2 separate regions of the Zea mays genome follow, and region 1 is linked to region 2. Evidence: chromatin contacts called from public Hi-C data. All regions are on one chromosome and are shown on one strand. Each heading gives the region's core, a stretch centred on a gene start, on an enhancer-like site or on the middle of the called end of the contact. The rest is flanking DNA. Distances are from core to core; before and after follow the strand shown.

Evidence for each region. A called contact is a pair of places that touch in the nucleus more often than the background predicts.
Region 1: a contact with region 2 is called in a Hi-C map of tassel, with 2.8 times the contacts expected there. The contact joins the promoter of LOC100382821 here to the promoter of LOC100274537 in region 2. A contact is called at or near these places in 2 of 25 Hi-C or Micro-C datasets (ear and tassel).

What each region holds. Positions count from the first base shown.
Region 1 is chr5:16,803,510-16,810,027 of Zm-B73-REFERENCE-NAM-5.0, reverse strand. It overlaps LOC100382821, which reads right to left and starts at 3,966. Exons shown (of 1, transcript NM_001175521.1): 1 at 3,022-3,966. The coding sequence starts at 3,910. The coding sequence ends at 3,275.
Region 2 is chr5:16,522,102-16,529,309 of Zm-B73-REFERENCE-NAM-5.0, reverse strand. LOC100274537 reads left to right here and starts at 4,606. Exons shown (of 5, transcript NM_001148893.1): 1 at 4,606-4,883; 2 at 4,989-5,029. The coding sequence starts at 4,674.

The DNA.
Region 1 (6,518 bases), core at 2,717-5,216, 280 kb before region 2:
ACTTCAATTCATATAGTTAAAGTTTAGCAGGAAGCTAAAGTTTATCCCGTGAGATTGAAACGGGGCCTTAGTCTTACCGTGGCATTCCCCACCGCCCCCTCTCGATGCTAAATTCATAAGCCACACCACTGGTCTGGTATAATTGCCTCAACTTCAACGCTGGCCACGGCCTGTCACTTTTCTAGTACTCCTCCCTACGTTCATAAATACATGACATAATTGATTTTTAAAAAAAACTTTGATCACTCGTTTTATTTAAAAAAAATAAAGAGTTATTATTTATTTTGTTGTGATTTGTTTTATGACTTAAAATAGTTTGTGCTTGGTTTAACATTTTACATTTTTGAATAAATATTTTAAATAAAACGAGTGATCGAAGTTTTAAAAAAAAATTAACAATGTCATATATTTGTGAACCAATCTTGAAGTGCAATTATCGACGCTTTCAAATGCATTGTATAGAACCTAGGATCGGATACCACTGCCAATCCGTCGGATCCTCTGAAGTACGTCGTCTATGGACGTAGAGCCGCTGCCGACGTGCGGAGCTGGCCGTGGCCTGACTGGATGTACACGTCAGTGATCAGACGTAACTGTAGAGGAATCTAAGGGTTGGAGCACTAATTTCTTTAATATTTTGAAATTTTGAATACTCAATCTCAAATTCCTTAGCCCACCACTGTCCTCAACTCATATAAGGATATTTCAGGTATAAATATGGGCTGATCCTGAGAAAACCATATCTAAGACGGACAGACGGTTTTAGTAACTTTGCAAAACCATATCCTCTAGTCGATACGATAAAAAAGGCATATGTATAGAGCTAGCATCTAATTTGAGGTTAGCCTCGGTGACGTGGATGATTAGTAATTTAGGCTCCTTTTGGTAGGACTCTTGCATCAACAAATTTAGCTCTCTTATGAGAAAACAACTTCTTATTTTTAGAAAGAGTCTGTAAAAAAATCTCATTTGGTTAGAAACACACCTGTTTTTTTGGAGGAACGGAGGATGGAAGAGAGCCAAAGAAATAGCTCTTCCCTATTCTTTTTTTTTTGAAGGATCAGGAGGGGAAACCCCTACTGCGCATTTTATTAGAAAGCGAAAAGAAAAGGTTAGAACCTGGTACTTTTACAATCAATAAAAAGAAGGGAAAAAGAAAGAGAAAGAACTATTCCTATGTTTGCCACAAACTTAGCCAATTCGGGATTGAGGTGTCAAATTCCCCCCGCGATCTATGAATGATCAGTCGTAATTCTCTACTAAATTCCTGAGTACAGCGGAGCACCGAGGGATCTTTGTTTGAAAACAGCCACTCGTTTCGGCTTTTCCAGATGCTCCAAGTCATAAGAATAATGATCTCCATAGAGAAGAGAACGTTGAGCTGGTGCATGAGGTTCACTGATGCCTCTTCAGGATTGGAAATAGCTCTTCCCTATTCTTTACAGAGAGAAGTCTTTCGTATAGATTTTGTTGAAGAAACCTTTGGAGGAGTCTTTAAAAAAGCTGTACCGAAAGGCCTTTAGAGCAACTCCAACAAGTCTCAAGAATATAGCTCCCAAAACATGGAAATTAGGATCTCCTTAAAAGTATTAAATCCAAAAAATAATAATATTCCAACAGCTCCCAATTTTATCCCTAAAACATTTTTGATTTTCCTTATGCATTCAAACTATACTATGATTTGTGTACTGCAAATAACAAGGATACATAATTGTTTTCTTTGATTTTCTATTATATTGTAATGATTCCTCCTAAAATGCCTGACTATGCGCTGTCGAGAAGGCTTATTCCTAGGTTGAACAAGTGTTGCTTATGATTCATACAATACACAATAGAACCAATGCATCAAACTGAAGATCACATGCCAGAATAACAATATTGATGCATCAAACTAAAGATCACTACCAATACAGCAGTACTGATGCATCAAACTAAAGAATGCAGACAACACAACAATACTAAAACTACAAATGATTCTCTTAAAGAAACTGTAAATAGTTCTAAACTGTAAATGGTTCTCTTAAACTGTAAATGCTTAAAGAAACTATAAATGGTTCTCTTAAACAAGCACATGATTCAAGATAGATGGTCTGCTGATGACTTTCTGGAACTGCATATGCTTCTTTGAAATTGCAAATGGGAGGTCTTATGTCTTTTCTACTCCAAACTATACAGAAGTAAGCCTAGGAAAATAAAATTAGGATTTCCTTTTATTTTATGAAGGCTGTAGCCACGGTCAGATTTAACTACCAAGAAGTGCGTGCTCTAAATTTGATAAATTTGGTCCAAAAAGTTGTATCCCTACACCCCCCATTTAATATGTGATCTTAATTTGTTCTATATTAGTTTTCAGCAGGCAAACAAACATCCTTGTTTCATATCGCAACTGAACGTTCCCTGTGGGCTGTGGCATGTACCTATTCCAAAGCACAACCCATAGAGAAAGAATTATATTACATACTGTTTCACGTAGGTCGCAATGAAGAACTGGCATGCAACTTCCTCCGTCGTCCAAGATTCCACCGCCGGTGTCTGAACTAAAATAAGGCAAACGAAAGCACGAGTACAAAATAAGTCCATGTCTTTGTTGTGCGTACATGAGGCCCTAGAGCCCAATTGGGAAAGCCTGTAACAAGGCCCAGAGGCGCAGGACAAGATGGATGACAAAAACTTGTCAGATAAATCTCCGACCGAGAAAGTATGCGCACGTCCATATTTTCCTGCTACTTTTTCAAGGGAAAATATCCTATGCAACCACTTATCCTGGTGCAAGCATGCAATCAAGCAATCTGGTGCATCCGATCTAGATCTAATGATGACTGTTATTTTATATTTAACCCCTTCCACCTAAAACATAATACCTATTTTACTTTTAACCCCTTCCATATGAAACCGTTGGATCTAGATTGGATGCTCTGGATAGTTTGATTGCACGCTTGCACCAAAATGAGTGATTGCACAGGATATGTCCTCCTTTTTCAACTACGATTCCTCAAGTATTTCCTTTTTTTCAGTCACATTGTTCAATAGACATACATTTTATTAAACATGCAGGGCATCGTAGAAGAGAATGGTTTTCCCTTCCAAAAAGCAAAACAAAAGAAACTCGTATAGTCGATCGACGACCATGCATCACATTTCCTTTTCCTCGATCTTCTCTTATTTCCGCGGAAAACAACGAAGGAAACCCAACCAAGGAAACGCATGCTATTGCTTAAGCATCGCCGGAGGAGCTGGTCGATCGCTCGCTCACTCACGGGCCTGATTGTTCCGGTCACCTGTCGTCGTCGTCGAGCTGAGACACGCTCCTCCAGAAGCCCGTGCCGTAGAACCTGGCCCACACCTCCTTCTCAAGCTCCCCCGTCTCCTCCAGCTGCAAGGCGGGCTTCACCGGCAGCGCCACCGCCTCGACGGCGCTGGCGTCCACCTTGACGACGACGCCGGCGTTGTCCACCGGGAGCTCGTAGATCTCCGTGGCCTGCCCCACGGAGGCGGAGCGCCGCCGCCCGCCCTTGCTCACGCGGGCCGCCTTGCGGCACAGCGCTGCGGGCGCGCGCACCGTGGCGAGCACCACGACCTCCACCATGACACAGGGGAAGCAGCAGCACACGGCCGCACAGCCCGCCGCGGTGCCGCCGGCCACCTCGCTGCAGGTGCGGTGCTGCCGGATGTTGATGTCGCTGTCACAACGCTGAGGAGGGCGACGCCCTGGCCCCGGGCGGCGCGGTGGGAACGCCGCTGACCGCCGCATCTGGTGATGCCCTTTCGAGACCTGCACCGGAGCCTGCGAACGGTGGCGTGGGGCGTCGCCGGCCCTCGCCGCCGCCACGGCCACGGAGGTCGTCGGGCACGACGCCTCGGAGCGGCAGTGCTGGTGGGCGTGGGCCCTGTTGGACCGGACGGCCGCCATGGCGAGCTCTGGATGGCCCTCGACGGCGCGGCGCCCGCCCAAGGTGGATGGGTGGGAGGCCGCGGAAGGAAGACGTGGGCGGAGGAGACATGGCCGGTTATTAATTATAATAATGAGGTTGTTGCGGGGGCTCGCCGTGGCCTACTGCGGCGAAACCGGTAGGCCACTACCCAATTTTGGCCGGTGATTGATGATTAGAAACGGGCAAACGGCCGGGCACCGAGCCCAGCTTCACCTAGTGGCACATGCTGACATGCTGTTTGGTTTGTTGCATGAAGCGTCACAAGGTATCTAACTTTTTTTTTAAAAGATTAGTTCTTCAATTTAAGCAACTACTAAAGTAGGCTCCAAATTAAACACACGCAACTGTCATACGTTCACTTGCACGTGCGTTGAGTGCCAACAATATAACATGTACATTAGTCCTATCGTAGCTGCGCCGACATGCCTGCCATTCCAAATTAAACTTACCATTGGACATTGTTTTGATGATTCTTTATTTACCTTAATCTATATATACTGAAGTTGGTTGAGATAGAATTTATTTTAATTTTTACGCTAAATTAGTCCAATACACATGGATTAGGGCTTGTTTGGTCCAACCAGTGCCTCCACAGCTGTACCCCCACTCTGGTCCTCCCTCTCCCTCCTTCGAGGCTCTGTCTGCTCCCCGTGTGTGGCTAGGGCCAAGATAGCCACCGTTGTTCGCTCGCCCACCCCCTCGTTCCCCCACCCGGGTAGAAGCATGTTGGAACTTGCTACCAGGTGCAAGGGGATCCAACTGGGGTGAGAGTTGACGTGAACAGGGTTCTCGCATGAGATGACAAAAGCTCTGTTAATCTAGCCTCTTAAGGGCACTGTGCGAGAGTATTTATAGGTACCTGAGTGCCCAGCGCCCTGTGTTAAGGACGCATGTGCCCTCAGACATCTAGGTTATCCCCGGAATATTCCCATAAAGCGGGGTTACAGATCGTAATTACAGGGATGCCTTTACAAATTAGGCCTGTAACGCGCAGCGGCCACGCAGGGCCTGTTACAATGGGCCGGATCACACGTGGGCCTCCGTGCTGGACGAGGTCGCAGTGATGGGACGACCTCGTCACAGGTCTTCGTCCGATGACGTGTGGGACGAAGGGTGAGCCTTTCTGTTGTCTTGTCTCCGCTGGTCCGACGATTACGGCGAAGGCATCGAGCGAAGGGTGGCGTCTTCGCCTTCGCCCCAATATTTGCCCTCCGAGGGACCAGTTCGACTAAGTCATCTGGTGCCGAAGACGTCGCTAGATGGCGGAGACGCTGCCCTCGCTCGAAGTGGTTCCGCGGGGGTTTTTGACATGACCGTTAATTGACACCGTACTGTTGGACTGCGGGTTTCCCGAAACGCCGCGCCCTGTGTATAAAAGGGGGCGGGGGGCGGCGCGTTTTAAACTTTATCTTTCCGCGCTCCGTGAAAACCCTAGCCGCCTTTTCCACCATCTTGCTGCTCGTCTGCCCTCCTTGCTCTTGTTCGCCGGAGATCTGGCCCGAGTGAAGCAGACCGCCCGCCGCCGCCGACGGTACGTAGCGATGCCGACCTCTTCTTCTTCTTCTGCCGCTACGCCGCCGGCCGACGCGTCGTCTGAGGAGACGCTGAGTACAGTGGCGGCGGAGGAGTTGCGCGCCGGCGAAACGGTGGATTTCGGTGTGTCGCGGATGTCCTCGGTCCGCGTGCAAGATATGCAGCGGCTTGGTTACTTTGGCGGTGGAGTCGCTCGTGTCCCGGGGACGGAGGAGGTCCCCGAGTCGGAGGGCGAGTTGGTTGTGTTCGAGGCGTTCTTTGCCGCTGGTCTTCGCCTGCCTGCGCACCGATTTGTTGGAGAAGTCCTACGCAGATTTAACGCTCAGATCCATCAGCTGACTCCGAATGTCGTGGTGGCTCTGTCGAAGTATGTCTGGGCGACGACTTCGTACGGCGGACAACCATCAGTCGAAGTCTTCGTGAAGTACTATTGCCTGCACTGGCAGAAGAGGATGATTGGAGATGAAGTTGCCCAGTTTGGGTCCTGTAAATTTACGCCGAAGACCGGCAAGACCACGATGGAGGTAGTTGAGTTGGTTCCTTGCGCCCGCAACAAGTGGGGCAATTGGCATGAGTTTTGGTTCTACGTCGCGGAGGGCACAGTCGAAGACCATCCGGGGCTCCCCGTGTCCGAGATGTGCTCGCATTTTTACTCAGCATACCCGCCGTTTGAAGTGGCGGAGGAGGATGCGGACGAAGGGGCCCTTCGGTGCGCCGCCGGCCTGAGCAGCGGGCGCGATTTGGTTGAGGAGTTTGTGGCGTACGAGGTGTGACCTTTGGCGCATGGCTGGGCGTTGGGCGAAGTATGCCCTCGCCAGATGCCTTCCCATGGTGGGAAGCTGGTGCGAAGTCCCGCCTTCGTGCTAGATCTGCATAGCCTCGATCCGGTCGCCTTTGTGCGTGAGGCGGAGGATGGGGCGGTGCGGATCGTTGGTCGGTACGTGCCAAAGACAGAGGGCCAGCGTAGCTGGGATATTCGCGGGTCGAATGACCGCTTGAACAGGGTTTTTGAGTTGAATCGTCTGCTGTATGGCGGTTATCTCGGCCAAGACG
Region 2 (7,208 bases), core at 3,357-5,856:
ATCTGAATGTATATTTCAGTCGAACCAAGTCACCTTTGCTAGACTCGGTGACAGTCTCCTTCGGCATTTCCCAGTTCTCTACAAGCGACCATACTCTGAATGCTATATGTTCTTGAATCAAGTCTCTTGTACCAATGAAGAAGCATACAGTACCAAAGGCCTTCTGGCATGCTTCGGCGGCTTCATCGATTTCAACCTTCGGCTTTCGAAGGCCGAAGCGGGACCATATGGGACGCATAATAACCTCCTTAACATCCTCCCTCGCTACCAAGTCGTTCTTCACATAAAACCATTCCTCCATCCAATTTCCCGGCCATCTTTTCCGAAATGTTGGCACTGGGTAGCTTGAGTTGGGACGGGTGATAAATCCATAACAACCGAAGTTGTTGTGATACTGTTCTTTTCTCGTGGCCTTCGTTTCATACATAAGTTCGTGCATGCTGCAGAAGCATTTTGCGCTTGGGTCTATACCTTAGCTCATTGCTGTCCAGACAAAGACTCCCATCCTCAATATGGCTTCAGGGGTCAGATGATGAAGGAAAATTTGGAAGGTTTTCAACACTTCAACTACAAACCTGCTCAGTGGGAATCGAAGCCCAGCTTTAAAGAAGCTTCGGAAGATCACAACTTCATTCTCCTCAGGCGCAGGAGTGTTATTGTCTTCACCAGCCCTCACAATAGATATATCTCGAAAGTACCTCCCCCTCATGCTCTCATGGTGACTTTGCTTGATGGTCGACTTTCCAAAAATTGTATGGCTTGGCCTCCACGGTCGATCTTCGGAATCTTCACCCCCACTTTCTGCATCATAGTTGTCACTGTCACCAGTATCTTCAGACAGGCCCTCCAATATCTCTTTTGTAATCTTCTCTGTATTTGATTTTGCCATTGAATCTAAAACCCAGCTATATAAGGATTCACAGCCTTCTTCTGTTCAAAGAGCTTCTCCTCTTCGGTTAGCTTCATCTCAGTAACAACCTTCTTGTCTTGAGACATCTTTTCTTCGGAAATGACGAAAACGTGTCCTTTAAACCGAAGCTTAGAAAGCTTGAGAAACTAGCAAGCGTTGGTGAGCAAGAGCTATAAAATTGAGAAAATAAAGCAAATGGCACAAGCAGCGTATCAAATGTGGTTGGTGCAAGTTCTTATTTATACGCTCGGCACACCCCAAATTGGAGGGTCCCGTCTGTCATTGACTGTTGCTATTCTAGCAAAGGGAAGGTATTTTTTCGGACCTTTGGCTTAAGGCCTTCATCCATGTCGCAGTCTGAATTCGTTATCTTAAACAAATTAATACTGCAAGGGGCTACTGTTGGAGGCCTTTGTCCTCCGAAGGTCCTCAAAAACGTAATTTAACAATGTCTTCCAAGCATGGTTTATAGACAGGTACCTTCGGATTCAGGATTAAAGACATATACGATGAGAAGGGCATGATCGTGACGAAGGTTGTCGTTGCTTCGAAGCTATACACAAGGGAGCTTCGGCTCAATCGCGGGAAAAGGAACCGACTTAAAGGGGAAAAGGCTATCCAGTCCTCACATATTTTTCCATAAGCCAATAGTAAATGTAAAGGGCATGACTGTAATTTCTCACAGGCTGTGTCCTGTGCCTATAAATAGGTGAACCGTACCCCCGTACTGTTCACGCTGACCTATATTTGCTCGTGCGTCACTCTTGTACTTTTACCTTCTGTCAAGCCGAAGGTACTTTTGTAATTCCATATCATTTCTATTTTTTCATGATAATAAAGTGGGAATGAGTTGATAATGTTATATAATTGTTCATGTTATCTCTTATATTTCATATGTTTCCCCTTTTATTAACATATGCTACGATAATGAAGGTATGTCCTTCATGACCTTCGTCAGAAGATCATTATATCCTTAGGGAAATAATGTTTCGAAGGACGAAGGGCAATAACATTTAATATTTCTGTTTTGCCTTGTTCTTAACTCATAGCATTTGAGAACAAGTCCCCAACACACCCATTAGCACTTTAGCTCTACAAAAGGTGCTAAACTATGCTAAAAGTGGTCATTTCTCTCTCTCCCATCGAAATGCCCTCTTCTCCCCTATCGTTTGGTTGCTTGTTTAGGCATTAATTAGGGTATTGCGCTAAAGTTTAGCACTTTAATCCAAACATCCCTCAAGCGCTAAAGTTCATCAAAAGTTTAGCAGGTGCTAAACTTTACACTACGGAAACATGCCTTTCGCTCCTAGAGATGTCTCAATAGACACCTCATTTAATTAGGTTGTACATGCCCTAAGTCCCTATCGCCACCTTATTCACGCATCAAAGTTCTATACACGGTTTGCATCGAGGAATTTGGTAAAATGGGCCACTCCACGATGACGTCGTTCAAAATAGATGCCTTTAGTTGAACTTGTAAAAATGGGTCGATCGATTAGGCTTACTTCATCAAAATACTCATTCGAGCGATTAACTTGTTTGACAAGTGGACCCGTACCCTCGTTGGACTGGAACGTCCCTCCCTTCCATCGGGCCTATGTCTGATGGCGCAGGCGAACATGAGGATGAGTACAATAAAGACAAGCACGACGAGGAAGGTGGTGACGACGGAGCTACTAGTGCGCTGGCAGAAGCCATGGAACTACATGCAGATGGGCATCCAATTGGCATGCCAGTTGCCCGAGTGTGCCACTTACATAATGGCCACCGCGACGCGCGCTGACGCCATCTACAACACTATTACCACCATGTCGCATACGAGCAGCTACAACCACACGCTCATCGCCTCACTAGGCCAGATGATGCCCACCATGGAGAAGGGCAGCGACAACACTAGGTACCCTGCGACGACAGTGTTGGCTACCAGCACGGAGGTGAAGGCAGGGAAGTTGTCGAACATGGACTGGAAGGAGTTGGTGAACATGGACCGCCTCTCGTCGATAGTGCTCGTGAAGAGGGCGGTCACAACGTCGGGCCCAAAGCGGACAACCTCGGCAACAAGTCGACCACGACCAGGCAGCGCCGGAACCCCTCGGTGCCCGAGCTCAGTAGGAATGGGAGACCACTGCCACCAGTGGTCGTCTTGTGCAGCACCGTTAACAGCTAAGACTATCTGTAGTGCAGATTACTCCATATCCTTACTCTATATTACCCTTTATAGTCTAGTCATCAAAATGCAAACCAACCCTCCGTGCAACCGTGCAAACTTCTAATCTGAACCACATGATGTTGATCCAAGGGGACGTGCGGAGGAGTGGGAGGGGGATTTGAAAAGGTGTGATTAGCAGCGGACGATTAAGTGTAAAATTATCCACACCTCTGCGTCCCTTGGATCAACATCATGTGGTTTAGATTAGAAGTTTGCACGGTTGCACGAAGGAGTTGGTTTGCACCAGATACATTTCCCATCAAAATTCATTACTATATATTACAATCTTCTGCGCCCATATCTCTCTCTATATCCCCTCTATATCAATTATTACATATTCTATTTATTATGATCGAAATTCTATATTTTTTGTGCACAACACGTACTTTTGATATGGATAGAGATGGCAATGGGTAAATACCCACCGGGTATTACTACCCCATACCCATACCCACGACACAAAAATAACCCCACTAGGTCACCCACATACACTGGTGGGTATGAATTTACCCCCATACCCATACCCATGTGGGTATGGGTCACCCATCGGGTCACCCGTACCCACAAAAATTAAACATCTATCAAAATATTATACTATACAAATGTCAAGTATATCCATATAAATACCATAACAAAATTTTCTAGCATCATTTAACCATCCATTCAACACACCAAAGATAATTGGATAAAGTAGTAACACTAGGATAGTACTACATAGCACATTACATGTTCCATTACATGGTCATTAAATTGTCATTAAGTCTTCTATGACATTATGGTCTAAAAGGTTGTTAAATAGTAAAAAAGATGAATGACTAAAGTACAAGTTCATGCTTGGGCTAAGTTTATATTGGGTATTTATACCCACGGGTTAACGGGTATGGGTGAAGACGGAACGTTCTAATATTCGTTTACCCATTGGGTGGAGATTTTTGCCCAATAATAAACCCACGAGTATAATATTTAGTCTATATATATACCCTAATGGAGTAAATACCTATCGGGTATCAGGTCGCGGGTACCCATTGCCATCTCTAGATATGGATAAGACTTCTATCGTAATTATTGGTGTCCGCTATATCTGACGCAATATTGTGGATGCATAAGGATATAGAGAGCTATAGCGGAAACCGTTGCACATATTTTTAAGCTCCAGTTACCTGTATGCGCGTTTACCGGAAGGATTTCTGTAGGCCAGTGCAGATACCCTAAGGAAAGGGAGAGATATTTCGGTCCAACAGGGATACATGCCCACTTATCAGACTAGTTAAACATCCGGATGTGTATTTTGACGAAGTGATCTACTCGATTGACCTATTTTTACAAATTCATTGTAGAGTGATCTATTTTGGTAAATTCAATGTGCCGGAGAGGCCCAAACCGACGAGGGGGGGTTCTCAGCTCTGGGCAGTGGCCGCTTTGAGTGGGCCGGGCCGCACCGCGCGAAACGATGAGATGGGATGAGCCGATGAGGCCGCATCGGTGACGACGATCCAATTCCAATCTTAGCCAGACCCGGAGGCAGCAGCGACCAGCGAGCGACGCCGGCCGGCCATGCTCTCCGCCGCTGCGTCCGCCATACCCAGGCTCCGCTTAGCGTCGGGCCCGCGGCTGAGGCGGCCGTCGGCTAGGACGCACTGGCCGCGGCCACTCTCGTCCTCCAGCCACGTAACGCCCGTGGCGGCTGCGGGGGCTGGGGAGCTGGAGCCGCCGGACCTCACCCGCTTAGCCAACGCCGCGCGCATCTCGCTCTCCCCGCAGGAGGTCAGTCGCCGTCCTGCTTTCTTTCTCTTGATGCCAAACATGTGATGCTCTGTGCACATGAGAGGCTGACGCTTTGCTTGTGTTCTCTGTGTGCTCAATCGCCAGGCCGAGGACTTCGAGCCCAAGATTCGTCAGGTTGTGGATTGGTAAGTTTCTGCTACCTGTTCTCTTCTTCTCGCGAGTGGATGATTGAAGGGGCGGTTTGTAGTGCTTGTTGCAGCTCATAAAATTCTGCGAGACGGTGTAGTCTTTCTACTAGGAATGCTCTGCCGTGGGTTTAGATAGTTTCTTAGTCTGTATTTTTTTTTTTGATTGGGGGACCAATGAACACATGCCGTAGTGCATTGCTAATTTCAGACTGGAAATGCGTTGGATGATTCAGATACTGAGTAATGTTAGTACCTTGTGCAGATTGCAATATATCTTACTATGATACCTCTAAAGTCAGCGATTTAAGTCCCTCTCACTTTAAGTTAGAGGAGACTCATCCCTGAAGTCATCCAGATATACACATCGTTCTCACAACTTCACCATGAAAACAATATAGCTGCCAATTGTTGTAGAAGATGTTGAGTAGAAAACACATGAAAAGTTGAAGGCCAACACCCTTGCACCAATGAAGGCACCTTTCTAGGATGAATGGGACGCTGCTTTTAAAAGATGAATATGGCAGCATTATTTTTTCTAGTGAACAATGCAATATGAACATGTTAATGGACCACATCTAGTTCCTGTGGCAGAACACCACAAATGTCACAAGCTCTGCCACAGTTAAGTTTTTTCTCTCGAATGCACAGGAGGACTGCACCATTTTATAAATTAAGAAGAGAGGATACATGGTCAAAAGAAGACCAAAAATACAAAAGTAAACTAAGGAATCCTTACTGAGGCCAGAAACATGCATATATAAACTGGTCCATAGGAACACAGACACTACTAAAGACTAAGAAGCCTCCTTCCCTCAAGTAGCAGGAAGTGGGGCTGCCAGGGAGGATAATACCTTGGCACCAGCAACCTCCCACAAACTCCTCTCATCTTCAAACTGCTTGAGGATTAAAGGCAGGCTAGGAGACCCATTGTCAAAAAAAACACCTATTACGATGAAGCCAGGTCAACCAAGCTCCCAAGATGATAAGGGAGTTGAGACCTTTCATGCAGAGCCCATTTAGTGTCTCTGAGGCATTTTCCCACCATTCCAAAAAGGAGGAGCTAAGGAGTACATACCAAACTTTCTCAGCACCTTATACCAGAAAACCCTTGCAAAAACACATGTGACAAGCAAATGATTTGTAGTTTCAGAATCCTGATCACATAAAGGGCATTTGCTTGGGTGATTTAATCCTCTCTTGGCGAGTCTATCTGCTGTCCAGCATCTGATCTGGGTAACAAGCCAAATGAAAAAAACGATATTTTGGTGGAGCCCATGTTTTCCACACTCGCTTATAATGCCTGAAATAGCATGATCCCATAAAAAGACCTTTATAGGCAGACTCTGCAGAGTATCTACGATCTGAAGCAATGCTGAAAATATGCTTATCCTCCCTGTCAGGTTGCAACTCAAAACCAGAAAGCATCTCCCAGAGACGAAGATAACCTGATAAAGCTTCAACAGTGAGCCTCCCCCCCCCCTAATGTCAGCAATCCATTGACCATTGGATAAAGCTTCTTGTACAGTTCGTTTCTGAGCAAATCTCTTATGCTCCGTTTGGATGTTGGAATTGGAGATGGTGGAATTGAATTGGATCCAATACCAAATCAGCCTGGCTTTGGAAATCGGATCCAATACCAAATCCAGTTCAATTCCGAGCAAATCAGAGGGTGGAGGGTCGGAATTGGAGAGTGGAGGCGTGTGTAGAGTTGAATACCGGCTGGAATTTGGTGGATTTCCAATTCCAAATACTGTGACCATCCAAACACCAGAATTCGGGTTTGTCAATTCCAATTCTGAATTCCGAGTCTAAATTCCAACATCCAAACGCACTGTTAGGAATTATGCCAAAAAGCCTAGGGGCCGACTCAGAGATTCTTTCCCCATGCAGCCACTTATCAGTCCAGAACAAGGTGTTTGCACCGTCTCCCACTTCAAAAATCAGGACCATGGAAAAGAAAGCCCGGGCCTTGGCCATAATTTGAATAGATAGACCAAACCAAGAGCGCCCAGGCTCAGTTTTTTGCAGCCACAACCACCTCATTCTGAGCGCCCAGCAGAGTTCCTAGAGACTAGAAATACCCAGGCCTCCCAGATGAAGGGGTCTGCAAACCTTTCCCCATGCTACCAAACAGTGCCCCCCTCTAACTTCCTTTCTACCCTTCCAGAGAAATCCT